Regions from separate parts of the Capra hircus genome. Here region 2 is linked to region 1. Evidence: chromatin contacts called from public Hi-C data. All regions are on one chromosome and are shown on one strand. The core of a region is the stretch at or near the end of the contact, and the rest is flanking DNA. Distances in the headings are between cores, read along the strand shown. Region 1 holds the start of RIN3 (ras and Rab interactor 3). Region 2 overlaps RIN3 (ras and Rab interactor 3).

The links. Hi-C and Micro-C count contacts between places; a contact is called where the count stands out from the background.
Region 2: a contact with region 1 is called in a Hi-C map of blood, with 1.7 times the contacts expected there. The contact joins the enhancer-like site here to the promoter of RIN3 in region 1. A contact is called at or near these places in 2 of 5 Hi-C or Micro-C datasets (both in blood).

The regions. Positions count from the first base shown.
Region 1 is chr21:56,699,443-56,704,340 of ARS1.2, forward strand. RIN3 (ras and Rab interactor 3) reads left to right here and starts at 1,930. Exons shown (of 10, transcript XM_018066144.1): 1 at 1,930-2,027. The coding sequence starts at 1,984.
Region 2 is chr21:56,772,629-56,777,526 of ARS1.2, forward strand. The region is part of intron 3 of RIN3 (ras and Rab interactor 3); the gene reads left to right. Among named protein-coding and RNA genes, the nearest start is that of RIN3, 74 kb to the left of the region's middle. Within about 2 kb of position 2,428, at least 1 of the 5 cell types and tissues checked has an H3K27ac peak or open chromatin away from gene starts, as enhancers often do.

The DNA of each region.
Region 1 (4,898 bases), core at 680-3,179:
TGTTCAGATTCCAATCTTGGCAACATCCTCCTCCGTCAGCAGCAACAAGGTCAGGGCGGGGCCTCGCCTGGTGTCCACCAGAGGAGTTCTGTCTTCACAGAGGAGGTGAGGAGCAGGCCTTGTGGAGGCCTCTGGTGGACATGGTTAGAGCCCTGGAGATGGCTTCATGGAACCCAGGCTTTGAAAAGCTTGTCCTGAGTTTCTCAGATGTGGTCCAGGGAGCAGAGTGAGTGCAAGTCGTGTCCAACTTTTTGCGACCTCATGGACTGTAGCCCGCCAGACTCCTCTGTCCATGGGATTTCCCAGGCAAGAATACTGGAGTGTGCTGCCATTTCCTTCTCCTGGGGATCTTTCCAACCCAGGGATCGAACTCGGGTCTCCTGCCTTGAAGGCAGATTCTCTACCATCTGAGTCACCAGGGAAGCCCACCAGGGTGCTGAAAGAAACCTTTATTTGTGGAGGCCATGGAAGAGTGCGGTTACTCGCAATCCAGATCAGCCTAGAAGGAGCTGGAAGACTATTCTAGGTGTGAGAGCTGGATGGACCCTGGGGCCCAGGGAGCCCTGGGAATGGCCTACAGGCTTGTTTTAGCAACAGCAGAGGACTAATAATAATGGCACCCTGGAGTGCCCCCCTCACCCCCTCCCGTTTATACATGTCACTTCTACAGATGAGCAAGCAGGGGTAGGGAGGGCAAAGAGGCCTCGCCTCCGAATGCTTTCACCAGAGCCCTGGGCCTCAGCCCTGTGACACCTTACCTTGCCATGTGCCTCAGGCAAGTCACCTCCTTTGTCTCAGTTTCCTTATCTGTGAAATAAAGATGTTAGACCAGAGGGTCTCAACTGGGATGATTGTGGCCACCAGGGATATCTGACAATGTCTGGAGACGTTTTGGGGTTGTTACAAGGAGAGGGTGATGCTACGGGCACAGTGGGCAGAGGCCGTCCTACAAGACACAAGACAGCTCCAACAACCAAGCATTATCTGGCCCCAAATATCAACTGTGAAGAGGCTGAGGAACCCTGCATTAGACTGAGGTCAGTCTGTAGGGGTCAGTGCTGACCAGTCACTGTGAGATATTCTGAGGGCACCCCGGGCTCAGGAGGCATTTTTGAGTGCCCAGGCCTTTAGAAGAGAGGTCTCCTGGTCCCACTAGAGTAGCTGTAGTTGTATTTGTGTAAACTGACTGGCTTTCTCTCTCTGCTCTGATCTAGACGTGATACCTAGAATAGGTGAATTAGATGCCTGGCTTGATGGAAGAACAGACGGCCCTGTGAGGTAGTGAGTCCACCGTCAATGGAGGCATTCAAGAGAAGGCAGCGTGGCCACCTGTCAGAGACGTGGAGGAGGCGCCCTGCCTCTGGTCTGAGCTGTCCTATGGCATTTTGAGCCTCCTTCGGTCAGGAGGTAAAGCGCGAGAGTGCTCTGCGTAGAGCTCTCGGCTTCCCCACCTGCCGGTCCGGAGCGGAAGCGCCTTGCTTCCCACGGGACTCTCCACCAAGCTGCAAACTTTTCTCCAAGTTTTTCTCCCCGGTCTCCGGGAGCTGCCGGAGCGGCGCAGGCGGCACCCCGCGGCTGGTTGCTTCGACCCGACGCCACCGCCGCCAGGCCCGGCCCAGCCCAGCCCAGGGGGCGCGGCTGCAGGGGCTTCCGAGGGCCCCCGGGGGTGGGGGTGGGGGGCTCCGGGCCGCGAGTCGCTGCCGAAAGGCTTTTGACAAAAAAAAAAAACCCTTGACCACCAAGGCCAGCCTCTTCCTGAAAGCCCCGCTCGCTCCGATACAGGAAGTGGAGGGAGCGAGGGCCCCAGAGCGCGGCGGCGGCTGCGGCGGTGGCTTCCCGACTCGGCGCGGGGCTGGCGGCGGTGCCCGCCCGGGCCCTTCCCCAGGGCAGCAGCGCCAGGGGCATGCGGGCGCCCGGGCCCCCGCGGCCCGCGCCGCCCGGCGCCTGAGCCCTTGCCTTCACGGTCCCGGAGCTGACGGCGGCATGATCCGACGAGCCGGGGCGCCCGAGCGCGCGGACCCCGTGGGGTAAGTGCGGAGCCGCGGCGCCCCCTTCTCCCTCGGTGTCCGCGGGCCCCTCTCGTTCCGCGTCCCTCCCGCCCCCGAGAGCGCTCGGAGCTCCGGAGTAGCCCTGCCGCAGGACTTCGGGGTGTTGGACTGAGACCGAACCCCTGGCCACGGCTCGGGCCGGTCCCCCCGGTACTGCGCGGAAGGGGGCGGCCCTGGTGCCTCTTCAGGACCCAAGACTTGGCGAAACTTTTAAACCCACATGTCGCTCGCCGGAAAACCGGCTGGCACGTCCGGGGCTAGGTTGGTGGGTATCTGAGGGTCGTCTCTATCTGTCAGAGCCGAAGCGGAGGGGCTGTGCGATCGCGGCCCCCTCCCCGGGTTCTGGTCTCGCCTGAACTTCAGATGCGATCACCGCGGGCCGGGCCCCTCTAGCCTCTCGCGCCCGCCGCTTCGCCTGTGTCCCGCGCGCGTCCTCGAGTGCTGGCGCTCGGCCGCGCGTGGGGCCGAGGACCCGAGTCCCCGTAAGTTTGGACACGCCCGCGGCCTGTAGCCCACCCGCCCGCCAAGACCGAGGACCCACCGGGATCCCCTCCCCCACCCCTCTTTTGGATTCCCGGACAGTGGTGACCTTCGGACCGGCCTTTGCGAAGCCTGGGGCTTGGGGAGGGTCCAGGGCGCACGAACTGCGCGTGGCCTTAGGAATCCCCTACGGAAGGGAGGAGGCACTGCTTGGAATGCGTGAAGCCAAACCGGTTTGGGAACGGGCTTTCGGGAGGGGTCTCCAGCGTCTGGTTTCCTGTCCCCCACCCCCATCTCGCACCCTCGGACTTCTGGACATTGCTCAGGGCTGCGCTCCGAAGTAGATTCTTTCGATCAGCCCAGCCCAGCAGGCGCCCAGGGAAAGCTTCAGTGGGATGAAGAGGTTCCTGTTCAGAGGCAGATTACTGGGCAAACCTCTTAGACCTTTCTGGGAATTAAGGATGGTGGGCGCCATGGGGGAAGCCAGGCTCGAGCTACTTCTGTGATGGACACTCAGTTGCTGCCTGGCTTAGCTCTGTGACCTCAGCTCCGCGGGCCTCAGTTTTCCCCAGTGTTAAAACAAAGCGACGGGCTGTTCTCCGGCAGCCCCGAACTGGGGAGCAGCTGGAGGTAACTGGCCCTAGGCTAGTGGGAGGGGTGTCTCAGAGGGACCTGAGAGCACTAGATCCGAATGCCTCCCCTCCTCCCCCTCCCCCATTTCCGTCCCAGCCTGGATCCTTTCCCTTGGAAGTGGAAAGACAAATGTCATCCGCTGGAGGAACTGGAAATTTTGTTGGGGAGGGCGCCCCCCCAAGAATCAAATATCTACCACACCCAATACTGATGGGTGGACCTAGGAGGAGATTCCCAGGGAGGAAGGGGAGGTGAGGGGTCAGGGTCCCGAACTATGTGACTTCCCATAATTGTCCCAGGTTGACCTCTCCTTACCCATTTCCTCTTGCCTTTCTCTGTTTATTACAGGGTCAGTTATTAATACTTAACCTCTCTGTGCCTCATTAGTGTTAGTGTTAATAAGTGTTAATCGCTTAGTCGTGCCCGACTCTTTGGGACCCCATGAACTGCAGCCCTCCAGGCTCTGCTATACATGAGATTTTCCAGGCCAAGGGGTTGCCATTTCCTTCACTTACCTAGAAAATGAAGATAAGTGATAATAACTACCCTTCAGAGTTGTTTTGAGGGTTAAATGAGATAATGCATAAGAAGTTTTGCACCTGGGGCGGAGGGCAAACTTTTAATAGTTATTATTATTACTGCTATTATTTGTTGATAACCTCTGTTTCCCAATTGCTTAACTAGGATGGGATGGCCTTGGCCTCATCTGTAAAATGGGGGTAATAATAACACCTGCTTCTTAAGATTGTTATGAGGATTGGATAAGTTACTATTTAAGTAGCTATCCACAGGCAACCAAGGATTAACACACCAGTGCAAGCTTACTTTAAACTGTGTGGGGCCCATCCATCATAAATAGTAATTGAATATTGGTTTGTTGCTAAAAAAAAAAAAGTTGCTTTATTTAAGAGGATCTTTGGAGTTGGAAGAGTTCTGAGATAGTATCTCATTTAACCTTGCACCCAGTACAGGAATCCCATTGACAATATTCCTGAAAGGTGCTTGCATACCTCCAGTGATGGGGAACTTAACCACCACTGTGGTAGTCTTTCCAATAGATATCAAAGAAAGTCTGCCTCCTTCTAACTTGTACCATTAGAAACCCTGTTCAGAGGGGCCCAATCCTTCTTCACTCAAATACTAGAAGACAGTTCTCAGTCTCACCCGTGCATCCTCTGTCAGCCCCTGAGCTGCACATCTGCCCGTGTTACAGTACCCAAAGATGGTGAGGGGCAATCATCTATGACCCCTCACCCCCAGGCCACCCCCAGTGCCTGCCGACCACTCAGGGCTGGCTTCCAAGTCTTTAGCTGAGCTCAGCTTTCCACCCGGCTCCCAAAGCCCCCTCCTCCTCGCTGGCAGGAGATGGATGTCCAGACAGCTAGGGGAATGCCTCCCACCCCACACCCACGGGCTCGGAGGGGGTGGCTTGGATGTCAGCCCCTTGGAACAGGAGTATGAGGATCTTGGCAGGCAAGCTCCGTCTGCTTCTTATTGGAAACACCGGCTGGGGAGAAGGAAAATGCAGACAGGCTGCCCAGTACTCTGGATGCAGACACTTCTCTTCCTCTATTCATTCAGTGTTCATTCCACAAGTAGTATCTACATTAGATGCCCGGGCGGGGGGGTGGCGGGGGGGCGGCCTTAAACCGAGCCCCTGCCAGCTTGCAGCTGACCTTCCCAGCAGGAAAGACAAAAGGTCAGGGTTAGGGGTATGGGAGCCCAGGGGGGCTGTTC
Region 2 (4,898 bases), core at 1,178-3,677, 74 kb after region 1:
TGTGTGAGCATTTTGCAGACTAAAGCATGATGTGTTTTGTGTGTGTGTAGATATGCTGTGCATATTTATATGTAGTTTGTTATAATTCTCACATGACGATCTGTATCTTTAAAAGTGGTTGGGGGCTGTTTCTTTGCAGAAACAGGAAGTGGAATCAAGGAGTGGAACAGCAGGTGTGGCAGAAATTCCCAGAGAAATTGGGTGGATGATGTAAGACTGTAAGCCCATCCGGGGATAATGTTTGAGCTTGTGAGGTCCTTTCTGGTGGAAGCCTGAGGGGTGGGACCAAACCCCTGTGAGTCATTGAGAAGATGTGATGGAGTATGTTCCACGGTTTTCTCTGTGCCAGTGGCTGTAGTAGAAAGAACCAACACACAGGCAGACTCTGATGTGAAGTCTGCTTTGTCACTTACTAGCTGGTTGCACCTGGCAAGCTCCAGAGCCCTTTTTGAGCTTGGTTTCCTCATCGGCGACATATGTGTTTGGGGAAACCCATGGCGAGGAGGCCCGTGGGTTTTGGCATCTTTGCACTGTGTGCTGAATTTGCACTGGTTCTGTTCTCTCCTGGGCTTCTTCAGAACTCTGTTTTCAGCATCTGGGGATTCCAGGTGAACCCCTGGTTGGCAGAGTATAGGTCAGGGGTTGGTCCCAGAAGCTCCCTCTATGCAGCCCAACCTAGAATCTCTCTGCGCCTCCTCCTGTACTGAGTTATGACATGGAATATTTCCTGAGAACTTGGCTAGGAACAGTGAGAGAATGCTAAGGAAGCAGGACATTGAGAACAATCATGCCTGAGCACTTTATATGTTTTAATTCATTTAATCTGCACACCAACTCTGAAATATAAACACTGTCGCGAGGAAGGTTGAAGGTGGCTGTGCTTTTTTTGACACTCTTCCCATCAAGAAGTGGAAGCTATGCCCTCTCCCCATGAATCTGAGTCAGCTCAGACTGGGCGATAGAATAAGGCCAAAGTGACACCATGCTAGTTCCGTGTGTAGCACTTTCGAGAACTGGCAGCTTCTGCCTGGAGTCTGGGAGCCCTGAATTGCCGTGTAAGAAGCCTGATGACTCTGAGACCACCTTACTGGAGAAGCCTGGAGACTATATGGACATAGAGAGAGGCCCAAGGGGGCCTGGCTGAGTCTCGACTTCCGCTGTGCCTGCCAAGGCCCAGGCATGAGTAAAGGCTTCTTGGCCCCTCTGGACCAGACCACTCCCCAGCTATTATCACCAAGTGACCTAGTCAGTGCTAGAAGGAGCAGAGGAATCTTCCAGCAGAGCCCTGCCCAAATTCGCAACCGACAAAATCATGAGCTACAATAAGAAGGTGGTTGCTTTGTGCCACTAAATTTTGTAAGTAGTTTGTTGCACAGCAATAGATCCAGAACGAGTATGATCCCTGTTTCATAGATGAAGATACTGAGGCATAAGGAGGCTAAGTATCTTGCTCAAGACACACACTAGTAAATGGTGGGGTCAGGATTTAAACCCAGGCAGCCTGGCTCCCCAGCACATTCTTGACACAATGCTGTACTTCTCTGGGGTTGAAAATAGGGCTCTGCTCTCAGGGAAACTTCTATCTACTTCGGGGTGCAGGGATCACATACACAACATAATTAAAGAATCACCTGAGACATTCAATTATTCGTTTATTCAACTTAAGGCCATTAGGCCCTAGGGATACAGAGATGATGATATTAAGAAAATGTTAGGATTTTACTGTACTCAGAGGAAGGACCCCCGACACTGGAAGGTGAGTGAGACCCCACGGCTCACCTCTGGGGAGTGAGGACACGTGAACTGTATCTTGAAGGATGACCAGAAGTGTCCTGTTTGAATGAGGGAGGAAGAGCACGCAAGGTGGTAGGACAGGACATGCAAGGACGTGGAGTTACAGGATATTGGGATGTGTCCAAGGGATGTGGTGTCTGCTGGAACATAGGGTGTGAGGAGGGAGGGACAGGCAGAGATGAGACCATTGGCCAGACTGGATCACAGAGGGGCATGTCCTGCAGCTCAGCCTTTATCCTAAAGGCCACGGGGAGCCCCGGCAGAAGGGTATTAGCGGTGGGGCCTGGGTGGGGTGAGGCATGATCTGATGCACCTTTTAAACAGAAGTCCCTCACCACTGGGGGCAGTGTGGAGGCTGCAACACAGGGGAGACCCCAGGGGATCAATACCAGAGGGAGCTCAACTAGGAAGCAGCACGTGGGGCCTGGACCTGACAGTGACGGTCAGTGTGGGGAGGAGGGGACCAACCCAGAGATATCCAGGAGGAAGACTGACTGCCAGTTGGCAGAACTGGCTGAGGAAGGAAGAGGAGTCTGTGGTTCCTGGGGCCCCTGATGTCGGGAGCCTGTGTCAGAGTCACCCCAGGTCCAGGGGAAGGCTGGTTGGACAAGGTGGCAGCAGGGAACACGGGGAGCCACCGTGCCAGGGAGGGAAGCCCACCACCATCGCCCCGGCGCCTGGAGCAGTGCCTGGCACATAGTAGCTGTTCAGAAGGTACTTGATGAATGAAAATGAGTGAAGCCTTGGGTCCAGGCCTCTGGAGGGAGGGTGCAGCCCGAGGTAAAGCTCTGAGAGTCTCTGAGGGGTGAGATGCTAAGCCCACATCATCTCTCTGTAGTGGTCACCTCCTGTGGGGTCCAGAGGCCTGTTTCCACCTCTGGGCCTAGAGATCAATCCACTCTTCTTACTGGGCAGTAAAAATGCCACGTGGGGCCCTTCAACTAGATGACAGGCCAGAGGAACCCAAGGCTCTGTGAATCTGCTTGCCCAAGGACATTGAACCCTGACCCTGACCCTGACCCTGACCCCCGCAGGTCTCGAGAATGTCCCTGAGCCCACAGAGATGCTCCTCGGGCAGCCCCGCTGGTGTCCCTTCCCTGTTCAGGGGAGCACTCATCCCTAGGCCTGTGGAGGATTTGGGAAATGGGGGCAGTTCTATAAATACCATTCCCTTTCTTCCACTCCTGCATTCAGAACCAGCGAGGGAATAAAGGATCATAACCTCAGCTTTCCTACCGATGGACTGATTGGAAGGATGCAGTTTGACCTACAGCCGAAATCAAGTACCCTAGCATCACACCTCTCATTGAATTTGTTCCCTGGAACCAAAGGCCTCCTCCTGGCAAGGGCCAAGCCTGCTCTGAGATACTCACACCAGGGCCGGCAAGAAGCTGTGTCCTGAGCCCAGATGGCTGAGTATTTACCAGCAGGTGTTTCAGTAGCATCTCCAAGCAAGAGAAATGTCAGTTGACTTAAGACTGGTCCCTTGTGTCTTTTTATAATTTATTTTTGGTTGTGCTGGGTCTTCATGCTACATGGGCTCTTTCTCGGGTTGCAGTGAGCAGGGGCTGCCCTCTAGTTGTGGTGCAGAGGCTTCTCATTGCAATGGCTTCTCTTGCTGCGTCTCCCAGGCTCTACAGCACAGGCTCAATCGTTGTGGCGCCCAGGCTTAGCTGCTCCCAAGCATGTAGGATCTTCCCAGATCAGGGATTGAACCTGTGTTTCCTGCATTGGCAGGCAGATTCTTTACCACTGAGCCACCAGGGAAGCCCTGACCCCTTGTTCTTGATTCCATACCCTGTGACTTGGCTGATGCAGAGGACGGGAATATGATTCCTGTGAGGCGGAGGTCCTGGGTTCTGAGTCTTGGTGGACCCTCCAGTCTTGCATTCACTTTCGTTCCAGCACTGATGTCAGGCATCCGCTGCGTGCAGGCAACTATAGTCGTGGCATCCACAGGGCTCCTGGCTCTTGCCGGTTGTCCCAGGAAGACAAGCAAGTTCACCCTCTGGTGCTGGGTTTCTGAAACTCAGCACTCTTGATATTTGGAGCTGGATCATTCTTTGCTTGGGTGGTGGTGGGGCTGTCCTGTGCGCTAAATTAGTAGGTTTAGCAACATCCTTGGAAAATCCCACGGACAGAGTAGCCTGGTGGGCTACAGTCCATGGGGTCAGAAAGAGTCAGACACGGCTTAGCAACCGAGCAAGCACGGGCCTCTGCACACTAGATGTCAGTGATACCCCTCACCTTACCCCACCTTGGATTCCCCTCAATAACCTGAGATGTGTCCACGCCCTGCCACATGTGTCCTGGGGGACAGATTTGCTCCTGGCCAAACGCACTGCTTAAGGCTGTGCCATCTAGCTCAGCAACCTCACGCTGCATAAGGCTACTGAACACTACAGATGTGGAGTCTGAATAGACATGCTGCTGCTGCTGCTGCGTCGCTTCAGTCGTGTCCGACTCTGTGCGACCCCATAGACAGCAGCCCACCAGGCTCCCCCGTCCATGGGATTTTCCAGGCAAGAGTACTGGAGTGGGTTGCCATTGCCTTCTCCAATGTATGAAAGTGAAAAGTGAAGTTGCTCAGTCGTGTCTGACTCTTAGTGACCCCATGGACTGCAGCCTACCAGGCTCCTCTGTCCATGGGATTTTCCAGGCAAGAGTACTGGAGTGGGGTGCCACCGCCTTCTCTGGAATAGAGATGAGCTGTAAGTATAAAATACACACCAGATTTTGAACACTGCATATGCAAAAAAAAGGACTGTGATGCATCTCAGTAATTTTTTTATATTTATAGTTTGTTGAAATGATGCTGTTTTAAATATGTTGGGTTAAGTAGGCCATTACTGAGATTAATTTCACTTGTTTCTGCTTACTATTACTAACATGAGTATGGGCAAAATTTAAATTGCACACGTGACTTGAATTATATTTCTATGGGACAGCAGGGTCTCAAAGAGCCAGTGGCCTGGCACATAGGTCGGGAGCCTGGGCTGAGTCAGTCTCTCTTCTGGTCACATCCTGGTACCACTTCCCAGCTCTGTGACTTTTGGTGAACCACTTAACCTCTCTGAGTATCACAGTTCTCATAAGTGGCAGCC